Regions from separate parts of the Hordeum vulgare genome. Here region 1 is linked to region 2. A link is a contact called in public Hi-C data. All regions are on one chromosome and are shown on one strand. Each heading gives the region's core, a stretch centred on a gene start, on an enhancer-like site or on the middle of the called end of the contact. The rest is flanking DNA. Distances are from core to core; before and after follow the strand shown.

Region 1 (5,799 bases), core at 3,140-5,639, 140 kb before region 2:
TGGGAAAACGCAATGGACCTTTGCGTTTCATTTCATTGAAAAGAGAGATAGTTGTGAAATTACAGTCCTCCTAGGAGGTGGTTACACATATCGGATGGCCACTAGTGCACATCCCATGAGGCTGGCAGCACAACCCTAAGCCCTTTGGCACCAGCAGTGGCCCAAAGCCTGGCCTCGTCTTTGATCCTGCCCACGAGAGTGTGGACGGACGGCTGCGCGCGATCGAAAAGGCACTCGTTCTTATGCTTCCAAATCATCCAAGGTGTCAGGAGCGCAACGGATGCAAGTCCCTTGCGCATCAGCTGAGGGGTGTCCTGCCTAGAATGGTGTCACCAGTCGAGCAGGGAGCTTTTGTTGTCAGGCGGTCTGCAGGTCGCGCGCACCCACGCAAGGAGCTCATGCCAAACCTACCGCGAGAAGGGGCATGATAGCACGAGGTGGTGTTGCGTCTCCAGGGCGTGGTCGCACAAGGGGCAAGCCTTATGGTGCTGCATTCCATGCCGAGCGAGCCGATCCGCCGTCCAGCAGCGATCTAAGCTGGCGAGCCAATGGAAGAATTTCACATTGGGCGGCGCCCGGCTCTTCCAGATGAGCTTCCAGTCATCGGAGGCGATCGATCCGTGGAAGGATGCGTGGTAGGAAGATCTAGCCGTGTATGTGCCGGCCTCGTTCCACTTCCAAACCAACTTATCCGGCTCGATGGAGAGTGATACGCTCTCGAGGAGACGCCAAAGGAGCAAGTACTGCCCGATCTCGTGGACTCCCACGACGCCGTGGATGTCGTGCGCCCAAAGGTGGGCCTGTAAGCCCTCGGCCACCGTCCTGCTCTTTCTCCATCGCTTGGGGATGCAAGCGTGGAGCAGAGGCGCAATCTCGTAGACGGAGCGCCCATTGATCCACCGGTCCTCCCAGAATCTAGTGGTCTCGCCGTTCCCGATGATCGTGTGGGTGCTCGCGAAAAAGAAGGCGTGTTCCTCAGCAGAGAACTGGAGTTCGAGCCCAGACCATGCACGGCGTTCATCAGTTTTGCTGAACCATAGCCAACAAGTCCTCAGCGCCATGCCGGTGCGCTCCAAGTCGTGCACTCCGAGCCCACCAAGGCATTTTGGGCGCGCAACCTGACGCCAGCTAACGTGACAGTGACCACCGTTAGCCTCGGCACGGCCGGCCCAAAGGAACCCTCGCTGTATCCTCTCAAGCATCTTGAGAATCTTCTTTGGCGGCGCCAACACGAGTAGCTAGTGTAGCGGGATTGCACCGAGCACCGATTTCACCAAGGCAAGGCGGACCGCTTTATTCATGAGCCAGGCCTTCTATGTGAGCAAGCTCCCTACAACCTTGTCAACGAGAGGGAGCAGCTAAGTTGTGGCCGATCGCCTGATGGTGAGCGGGATGCCCAGGTATGTGATGGGGAGGCAAACAATTGGGCAGCCCAAGCTCTCAACGATGGGCCCCGTGGTGTCGTCGTCGCATCTGATGAGCGTACCAGTGCTCTCGGCGAAATTGACGCGTAGCCCAGATGCCCGACGAAATTAGCAACAAGATTGCCCTCACGGCCTCGATGTCGTCCGGCAGAGGATGGCAGAATAGGACCACGTCATCCGCATACAGTGAGATGGGGGGATCGACCTTGTGGGGTGCAGTTGTCGGATGACGACGAGCTCGGTGGCGCGCTTGAACAGGCGGCTGAGGGTGTCGACGGCGAGGACGAACAGCTGCGGCGACATGGAATCACCCTGGCGCAGGCCCTGGCGATGCCAAATAGGGGGGCCAGGGCTTCCATTCAGCAGCACCTTGGTGCTGGCCGAGGATAGCAGGATTGCCAACCACTCTAGAAATCTGTTCCCGAAGGCATAGTGCCTCAGCACCTCGAAGAGGAAGGGCCAGGACAGCGAGTCAATAGCCCGCACGAGGTCGAGCTTTAATAAGACGCGCAGCACGCCCAGCTGGTGCAGCAAGCGAGCAGATTGGCGGACTAGCACAAAATTGTCATGCAGGCTTCGCCCCTGGATGAACGCATTCTGGTTGTTGCTGACGAGGGCGTCGAGCCGTGGCACGAGACGGAGCGAGAGCACCTTGGCGAAAATCTTGGCAACAAGGTGTATGAGGCTGATCGGCCGATGATCGCGCAGGCATCCCGCGTCTGTGCGCTTGGGAAGCAGCAAGAGCAACGCTTTAAAAGATGTTACGTCCCATACTATAATATTCAACAGTGAACCTCAACTGGACTTAGTACACACCATTCCTTTTAACCATTCATGATAAGTTACAAAGAAAAACTGAGAGAAAAGATCTTGCCACATAAACACATTTAATTCTAGTAATATACACAAAAATAGTATTGAAAGTGCGATCAGACTAACAGAGCCTCAGCTGATCATGGGGATAGTTTCATGCTGAGTCATTTCATAATTATCAGTTAACCAACTACAACAAGCAAAGGCAGACAAGATCATTTTTTCTTGTTATACAGGCTAAGTTGCAACGTACCTCCACCAACGAATCATGAGCTTCGTTGAGTATTACAGATTTAAGTCGAGAAATAATCTCCTGCTGCCGCCAACTTGTAAAAATGCGTTCCCCGAGAATGCATCTCCTAGTTCGTGCTTTTCTGCAATCCGACCATCTTCTATACGCATCTCTTTTGTAGAACTTTCCATAGTAGTAGGAAAGCACATCCCCAATAGTCTTGTTACCAACGAACCTGCTCAACAGACTTAGATTTTTGCCGAAAATGTAGAGCCCGAGCAGAAAACATTCTGCCTCAATACCACTCCAAAGGGAAGTGGATGCACACGGCAGCGGAGTAAATTGATCAATTTCCCCTTGCTGCATCATTGGATTACTAGTAAAATTGAGGCCTTCTTGAGTAGAACATGGGTTCAAGTTTCCGTCATCTGCTCGTTCACTGCCAGATTCTAAATGATCTACGGGCACCATGGGATGTGGATCCTGATATGTTGAACCACGGTCACTCGTATCATTGCTGGTTGGACAAACTGAGGTTACAGGACTATCCTCATCTTGGCTGATGGATCTTGCTTCGATTTCTGAAGAATGATGCCTTTCAAATTCTTCCTCCTTACGGACTTTACTTGGTTTCCATGTAACTGGTATAGCTAACCCAACCGTAACAGGGTAATCAAAACCAGGTAGCACGCTTCCAAGCGAGCTGGTCATGAGCTGCTGACGCTCATCCTCTGTGCACAGATTCGGGATTTCTGCCTGGTGCTCACTTCCAATGCATGGACATACAGGTGTGTCGTCATATATAACATCTGAAGCAAGGGAAACTTCCAGAGACGGTTGGTGTTCACCACTGTCTTCGAGTTCAAGTGAATCCATCTACCAAAATCAGAACAAAAGGTAATTCATTTAGATCACATATTTAAATTGGTAAATAAGATGCATATCACCGACATTAGTAACTAAGTTGGCATTTTTCGGAAGAACCATAAGGGTGCACCGTTAACACAGCTCTTTGAGGACTTTGGCGAGAGAAAACAGATATTAGAAACAGTTGAACACATACAAAATTCAGGCCTGGGTACCATCTGTTAGAATCCTTGTATACCTACAATAATATTAGGATGCATCACCCCTGTACCTTCTGATATAAACCGTGTGCAAAACGAAAGTAGCAAACATTCCTAGGTAGAAACTTAACGCGTGTTCTAACGGCATGCAAGTTTAGCACAAGCGCAACGCATGTCAAAGTTCCACATTAACCCCAGAAGCAACCCACGGTCATGTAAAGAATCCCTCTATCACAAGACCGAGGGTAAATTGGGGGGTTAACTTTGCACCAAGCATTTGCAAAAGGCTTGTTGTTCATGGCACAGTTTCCATGCCAGCAATGACACTAATTGTAGAGATCAAATGCAACCTCAACGAGGAGAAGGAGGACTAACTTCCAAGCTTCGGAAAGGCCGACGACAGGGTGACGAAACAATGCTGACCAAGCAATTACCACTAACCACCCCACCAACAACGACAGTAACGCTCGCTACGATGGCACGAACAAGCAAGGGTCGGGTCGGGTCGGGTCGGGACGCAAACCTTGCAGTTGCCGGATGACGCGGCGGCGGAAGGGCGGACGGAGGGGGACGGCGACGGCGGGGGGTGGCGGCAGCAGGAGGAGGAGACCCCGCGAGGGATCTGCCGCTGGCGGTTGCGCTCACACGGAGGACGCTGCCGCTCGCGACGTGGGGGCAGGCGCGCGGGAGAGGACAGACGGGCGCGTCGCCGACGCCGGCTGCCGCTGCGGAAAGGAGACGAGGGGGGGTATACGTGCGGTGGAGCGGAGCCGAGCGCCGGCGCTGGTGGTGGTCGCTGCTGCAGAGACGAGACGAGACGAGACGAGAAGGGGATCGCCAGCCAAATCGACTACCGAGGAGGCAGTCCGTCCGTCGCGCGTGGCCGCCGAGTCCCGCTCGGTCTGTTCGGCGCAGCCCAACAGCCGGGGCCGGATCTCACGGGCCTCCTTCTGCCTAGAGATAAGTTGGAGATTAAATACGGGACCTCCTATGCGCCGCTCGTTGCGGCCCACTGCTGAGCTGACGCACAGGGGGCCGTCCTACTGGGCCGGCCCAGATTTACTTTTATTTTATTCCGTTTCTTCTTTTCTTTTTCGTTTTTTTTTCCTTTTTTCTTTCTTTTTTCCTTTTCTTTCCTAATTTGAAGCAAAACATTTTTAGGATTTTGAAAAAAAAATCGAATTTTCGGAAATTCCTGAACATATTTTTAAAATTTCGGAACATTTTTTCAAATTCAGCAACATTTTCAAATTACGGGAAAAAAATTTAAATTTCGGAACATATTTTGAATTCCGCAACACTTTTTCAAAATCTGAAACTTTTTTTCCAAATTAGGAACATTTTTTAAATTCCAGAATATTTTTTGAATATCCAGAACAGTTTTTCAAATTCCGAAACATTACTCCAATTCCGGAACATTTTTTTAGATTGCGTATTATTTTCAAATTTAGGAAAAAATCAAATGTTAAACATTTTTAAATTCCAGAACATTTTTTCAAATTGCGAAACATTTTTTCAAATTCCAAAATATTTTTTCAAATTCCAAAACATATTTAAACAGAAACCAGAAAAAAGAAAAAAAATTGGTTGAGAGAACCTTGTAGAAGTTTGTCAAAAACGGTTGAAACCTCTAGAAGGTTTCCAAGACCGGACACGGCAGCCCCGCTACATGGGCCAGCCCGATCCCCCGCCCGCTCTGTGCGAAGCCTCGACACCGCTTGGCACAGAGCAGCAAATAGGGTTTTTCATTAAATACAGTACTAGTCTACAAAGGACCATGACTTTACTCAAAAAAAAAAGAGGAGCATATCTCAAAGAAAAAAACGAAGGAGAAGATCCAACTAATCTCGGCCATCAGTGAATGTCAATCCAACGGTCAAGATTGCCTCAATGGCAAGCGCTCAACATGTTTAATGCTCAATAAATATTATACAAATAGCAATATCATGGATAATCACATGATTATAGCACAATTAACATTGCATGTAACATCAATGTGCAATTAATATTCTACCAAATATCCCTACAAAAATATATTCTACCAAATATTACACGTACACATTTATCAATTATAAAATATCTCAATTCCTAACTAAAAGAAAAGAGATGTTAGTTGATAGTTATGATAGAAAATTTCTACCCGGCATGAGCCGCCAGATTTCACGTTTCTAGCGATTGAATGACGCCTCTGATATAACAACACATGTCTTGTTACAGAAAGTTTTAAAACACAAGTCTCATTGCAGTAAGTTTTATTTTTGTT
Region 2 (6,555 bases), core at 2,738-5,237:
TGAAGTCCTACCTGCCGGCCGTCGTCTTCATCCGTCCGGTCAGCGCCCCACCTGCCTTCCTGGCTCCTCCCTTGTCCACATGCCTCTCCTCCTGTCAGGGGTTGGCGGTTCCTTCGACCTCATCCGCCAGCACCCTCCAGCAGCCGGTTGTGTGGGATGACCAGGCGGCTCATCGCTCATGCAGTACACGCATGCGGGCGAGAGACTCTAACGAGAAGATGTTGAGCGTCCTCGCTCCTCCCTCGTCCAGACGCCTCTCCTCTATCAGCGGTTGGCGGTTCCATCGACCTCATCCGCCAGCACGCTCCAGCAGCCGGCTGTGTGGGACGACCAGCCGGCTCGTCGCTCATGCAGTCCACGCACGCCGACGAGCGACTCTAGCGAGAAGATGTTGAGCGTCAGCGAGGCAACTGCCTTCAAGGTTGAGCCAGACTTCAAGGTTGAGCCAGACGACGATGCTCATGTCGTCGGGGCTCGAACTCTCTTGCGACGCCGAGTTGATAGTCTCCATGTTGGTGGTGCTCATAATTCCCTTGCGGCGTCGAGTCCTACACCTTTGCGTTCATGATTTTTCTGACTTTCATCGATTCTATCTAAGTGTGGAGTTCTTTGATCTGTAGATATTTATGGGTAAATTAGGTCCAAACCGTGATGGATTAGGTTTTGATTTCCTTGGAATATATCACCGCGCATTCTAGGACAATTTTTTTTTTTGGAAAACGCGCCTAAACCATCGTTATTTTACGTTGCAAGCTGAGTCCAACATGAACATTCCCGGTTCAGAGTCCTGCCTAGCCTAAACCATACTTTTTTAATCCACCGGGATGGGGGCACAATTACTTGGTAGGGTGAGGCGATGGCCTAGTAATGAGGCGAACACCCTTTTTTCTAGACTTTGGGTTTATTTTCAAAAAGGTGATGGATTTTTTTGCAAAATATTAATGACGGACTAAAAATATCTATTTCTTTTATTAGTAAGTATAGAAAAAGGGCCCGTGCGTTGCAACAGGAGAAAAAATGCCTACACCCTCCTAGTGAGAATGACAGTCTCCTCTTCCAATGGAAGACTCATTCGACATGAATGGAAAAATATTTTTCAAGATGGATGCACAATTATAACCATAAAAATTAACTTATTCTAGATTAGTTTTGTGTTTTTTGAATTACAATTATACAAAATACAGCAATGCACATGTAAATATGTGAATACATATCAATATATCACATTCGAGATCACAAAATACAGTTGCTCCTTTTGGGTAGGGATTGCACGAAGATGATGCTTAATGACCTAAGCTCAAATCACATCCATGCACCAGATGGGCAGGCATGTGTAAGGTCTTGCATTGGATTTTTGCCCTCTGGTCCTCTAAGTATAAATCGACGAGGTAGTACTGATTGAGAGTTACAAAAGAATTTATTCAAAAAGATTTATATGTTCAACTATTGGCCTTGTTGCCATGAATTTTCTAGACAATAATAATGTTCCGCCAAAGCCCCAATCCATCATTTTCTCCTCTCCTTTTCCCAAATGGAAATGCAATAATCCGTTCTCAACTTAATAACGAAAGAAAATTAAAATAAACAGTGTTACGTACCATTTGACATCTCTTCTGAATAATTAAAAGACCTAGTCTCAATGGACCAAAAAACTTACATGTGAAGCATCATCAACAATCGGTTTAGCCTGGTTTCCCTTCAATTAACCGGGCAGTTCTGTTGTTCTTAATCAATGAAAATGGTAAGTCTTTTGCCTCGTTTTAAAAAAAAGCATCATCAACTACATGATAATGGTTCATGAAGACTAATTTGCTTCTTTGAATTCAAACTTGACGGCCTATAATAATCTTTGTTTTTTTCCTTATGGTGACAAGGGTTAGATCTCTTAAGAGGGTGAGTCCAATCGGTAAACATAGAGAATGACACTTCCCAATTACACAAATACTATTGCATCCTTTAGCATTCAATATACAGAGGAAGCCCGGTATGACTTTTGCATCCTTCCAGAAAAGTAATAAAATATTATACTATTTGGACCGCATAAATCCCATAGAAAAAAAATCTGCAAGGACAAAACAACAACTTTTAGCATAGGAACACTGGTACGGACTGCAAAAATTCTCAAGCAGTAAGAATAGATGAGAAAAAGAATGAAGAGAGCTTTTCAGAAAATAAAAGGACTGGCATTTGTTTTCATGAACTCTGCTTTCCAAATATCTTATAGGAAATTCCATATTTCTGGTAATCAGATCTTCTAAAAAGTTATTGCGGTACTAATAATAAAATAAGATATTCCTCATGAGTAGGTAGTATAACTATATATGTCCAAGAGGCTGCAACTATTTTTATGCAAAAATATCCAATATCATTCCTCTATCTAGCATACCAACAAATCTCGAGCGAGTCCTCCAAGAGGCCTTTGGTTTGCGTCTTTTGTCATTTAGGTAGGGTGGCGCTCTGGTATTGTAGAAGCCGCATTGTCGGAGACATGGTAGGGCTTCACTACATGTAATGATCTAGTTTACCCTACATCTGGAGGCTTGGCATCCACCATAACAGGGAGATCGATCCAAGACATGATAGCACAATTGGAGACTTACAAGGACGCTTACTCTCTGTCTTTGCTAAAAAATAGCAGAAGTAGAACATGTATTAGCAAGTGAAGAGGTAATAGAGGAAGAGGTAGTAGGAAGCTAAAAATTTACTACCCTAGAACAGGTAGTACCAACAGGATAAACAAATGATTTGATGATTACTCGACTGAAATTTAAGTACTTTCTAGACATAGATGAACTTGCGGTTCTCTAACTGAGCAGCCAAGCAAATGCAGTGGATGGGAATCACATTATATATGCAGATCCTGAATCTAGAGAAGTAGACAATAGACATGTCATTTGAAACTTTAGACTTTAGGGTAAACCAACAAAAAGAAGCAAAAAACAGGGCCAAGAAGCGATTCAGGCATACCCGTACCAGAATTTGGAAATCAGGAATCTGTCCAGAACGGCAAATCTGCACCACGCCATACAGATCACTTGTCCTCCGATACTGATTGGAGTCACATCATACCCCGTCCTCCTCGGTCGTACGTCACCGCCGGAGCACACCCCATAACATGAAAGAAAACCTGAACAGGATGAGAAGCCGGCCAAGGGCTGAGGACCTCAAAAGGTGGCTAGCAATCTCATCGAGCTTGGGGAGGTAGGACTCTCGAGGCAGCTGGAACCTAGAGCCACCACCCAGCTCTCCATCGGGATCATCCAAATCGAAGCTCGCAACCGCCCGCCACTTCGGGAAAGCCAAGACTCGATCCTGAGGAAACAACACGCACTAAGCCCCGCCGCCTCAACAGGAGCTCGCCGCCTTGCCCGCTCGTTGGTCACCGGAGGCACCGCCGCCAGTGACTGCCTCCCTCACCTTACGCCACTTCTCCTTCTCCTTTCTTCCTCTCCATCCTTTCCCCCTCACGTCGTGCCTCTCTCTTTCTCTAGACGAGCAGGACGACACCATCACCGGAGCAAGTCGTCGCACCCGCCTCCAGATCCATCGACATCGCGCAGGTCGGGCGCCTCCTGGCAGTTGGGATGGGGAGGCGAGGGTAAGAAAGGGGGTTTATTTCTGAACAAAACGTTTTCTCACTTGAGGAAGGACCGCGGGTTTAATTATCTAAAAAGATAGGGGCTTCTTTATAAAAATGCCGCAGTGGAAATTCTGACGGAAGCAACAACCTTTTTATTATTAGGTATAGATATAGATATAGATAGATGATGGTGGTCTTTCGTCATTTTGGCTAAAATGATGTTTTTTTTTTTTGAACGGGGCTAAAATGATGGTTTTATAAAGTAACCAAGCCACGAATACGGTGGCTTTGAGCAATTTACTCTACCTCACACGAGTCGGTACTCGGTACCCATCCCGTCAGAGCGGATAGACACCGGTCGCCGTGAGAGTCCCGCCCGGCCCGGCCGACAACGACGCCCGCGGCCACCACAAATCGGAAACCCAAACCCAAACGACCCAGCCCGCGGGCGCCCGAGCACGGCCGCAGATTCCGCCGGACGCCGTCGGAAACCGTCGACGCAGGCCGCCGCCGCCGCCCCTCCCCCATTGCCCGCCCGCGCCGCGCGCATGGCCGCCTCCTACTACAACCCGCCGCCTCCCAGGGCCGCCTCCTCCTCCTACGCTACCCTGCCCCCTCCCCCGCCGGGCACCTCCTCGTACGACACGTACCGCCAGCACGAACACGCCTACCTAGCGGCGCCCCCGCCGCCCGCGTACGGCGGCTACTTCGACCGCGCGGAGCCCCTGGCGCCGCCGCGCGACGAGCTACGCACCCTCTTCATCGCCGGCCTCCCCGCCGACGTCAAGCCCCGCGAGGTCTACAACCTCTTCCGCGACTTCCCCGGCTACGTCTCCTCCCACGTCCGCTCCGGCAAATCCGCCCAGGTTTCCACCCCCAACTATCCTTTCGCTCCACTCTAGGGTTTGCATCTTGGCCCTTCTGGCGATCCCTTTTCGAATGCTTTACCTAACCCAGCCTGATTTCTCTGCCGCTGCAGTCGTATGCGTTTGCTGTGTTTGGAGATCAGCCGTCTGCGCTGGCTGCAATGAGTGCCACAAATGTAAGATCTCAACTCGCCATGAATAAGCACCGCATCCAGTTATGCTTTCCCCATTATTAAAATTGCTCTCACTCCCATGCGATTTCGACCAACTGTTTTTCGAAACAGAAGTTTCTGTGTCAGAAGTTATGCTGGAAAATAATCTGTTATGTCAAGTTATCGACCGTGTGAGGTGCCGATTTTCTGAATCACTTATTTTGTACAGGGATTGGTATTTGACCTTGAGAAGAATTGTTCTATACATGTAGATCTTGCAAAATCTAATTCAAGATCAACCTCATCAAAGCGCCCCAGATCAGGTTGCATACTTTGTTATTTATGTTATGTGACTGTTGGCTATTCTGCTGTTGCTCACAACCTTTTTGTTTTTGTTTTGCTTAGATTATGAGGATTTCCCTAAATCTACTGGGAAAAAAGCTAGAAGTCCAAGGGGACGTCCTGATTCAGGTATTATTCAAGTAGCTTGGGAATAGTATTTTTTTCTTCTAGTTTTTACACTAGATTGATCTGTCCACTACCACGCATTCATGTTGGTGGTTGGTTACTACAGCTCCATTGCAGACTTGCAGTCACATGAGCAATACATATACTATCCAATATCCATGATTCTGTACCAACCACTAAAATGATTCCCCTCACCGTGGAGCCCCTATAATTGTTATCCTATTATTTCCCTTATGTTCATATCCAACTACGCTTGTTATATGCGACTTCATTTCCTCGCTGGAATGCCACTTCATCTTTGCAAAACACTCACCTTGCACATCTTTGGCACATTGCGCCATATCAGGTGCTGGAAGCAATAATCACATGTCCGGAATGGGTAATTCTTCACACAGCTTGAATGGTTATCCTGCACAAAGGTTATGGCACACTACTTGAGCACAGTCTTATTATGTGATTTTGTTAGGATTATCAGCCTTAAGCTATCATGTGGCTGATACTAGAAAGAATACATCCAAGACTAGGACATCTACATTCAGGAAATGTCATAACAGTAACTAATACCATTTTCAACTTGCAGTTATACAGATTTTGGTTCTAGTGCTGCTTTCAGCAAGGTGAGTTTATTCTTGCACCTTGATATTTAGGAGTATATCTCAATTAGGGACGGGGTCTGTCGGATTAAAGTAATAAACCAAGATATTCAAATAGTGATCCCAATTTCAGCTGCTTGTATTTTCATACGAAGAGGCTTTTCTATCATTTCTTGATAATTTGTCCTTGACCAACTTTTCTGAAAATTTAGGTGTTAGTTTGGACATAAGATTTTAACTATATAAGGCAACTGTAGAGTGTGAAATTGCTGCAAAGCTTATTAAATTACCATCCTCTTTAACATTACTGAATTAGGAAGGCTGATTGGAAAGCTTTAGTAAACAATCTAATGGTTTTTCCTGAATGAGGAGAGCAAACATTAACTATTTAGGCAACACAAATTGGTACACCTCCCTTTTTCCTCCTTTTTGGGATTAGGCGCAAGGCTAACTTGTTTCTGTATGTGCACTTACCTGCAGGATCCATCAATGTTTGCTCCTCAAAATAATCCGCCATGCCCTACCCTTTTTGTTGCAAATCTTGGTCAGACTGTTTCTGAGCGTGAGCTGACTGATGTTTTCTCTGGGTATGCCCTAAAAACCTTATGATATGGGATAAATAGTTATCGTGTTTTAACAAGCTTCATGTTCAGTTGTGAGGGATTCATAAAGCTGAAGATGCAAAACAAGTTCGGAGCACCTGTTGCATTTGTTGATTTCAAGGTATAATCAACAAAATTGTCATTCTCCCTTGTCGCAATTTATTTTATTTGTATAAATTATATGGTAATGAAGCATATAGTGCTTATGATAAGGAGCTACTACGCTATGCTATATCTTCCTAAACGGGTGATAAAATTGAGCTTTTGTTCTTTTGTGTTCATCGCTAGTTATCT

What was found. A called contact is a pair of places that touch in the nucleus more often than the background predicts.
Region 1: a contact with region 2 is called in a Hi-C map of seedling, with 2.2 times the contacts expected there. The contact joins the promoter of LOC123409883 here to the promoter of LOC123410026 in region 2. A contact is called at or near these places in 1 of 6 Hi-C or Micro-C datasets (seedling) and 1 of 1 datasets of contacts at active chromatin or transcription factors (embryo).

Annotation. Positions count from the first base shown.
Region 1 is chr7H:580,450,246-580,456,044 of MorexV3_pseudomolecules_assembly, reverse strand. It overlaps LOC123409883, which reads right to left and starts at 4,389. Exons shown (of 3, transcript XM_045102755.1): 1 at 4,060-4,389; 2 at 2,491-3,345. The coding sequence starts at 3,345.
Region 2 is chr7H:580,307,314-580,313,868 of MorexV3_pseudomolecules_assembly, reverse strand. LOC123410026 (U2 small nuclear ribonucleoprotein B'') reads left to right here and starts at 3,987. Exons shown (of 10, transcript XM_045102898.1): 1 at 3,987-4,446; 2 at 4,560-4,622; 3 at 4,828-4,921; 4 at 5,004-5,069; 5 at 5,413-5,485; 6 at 5,647-5,683; 7 at 6,140-6,246; 8 at 6,313-6,382. The coding sequence starts at 4,129.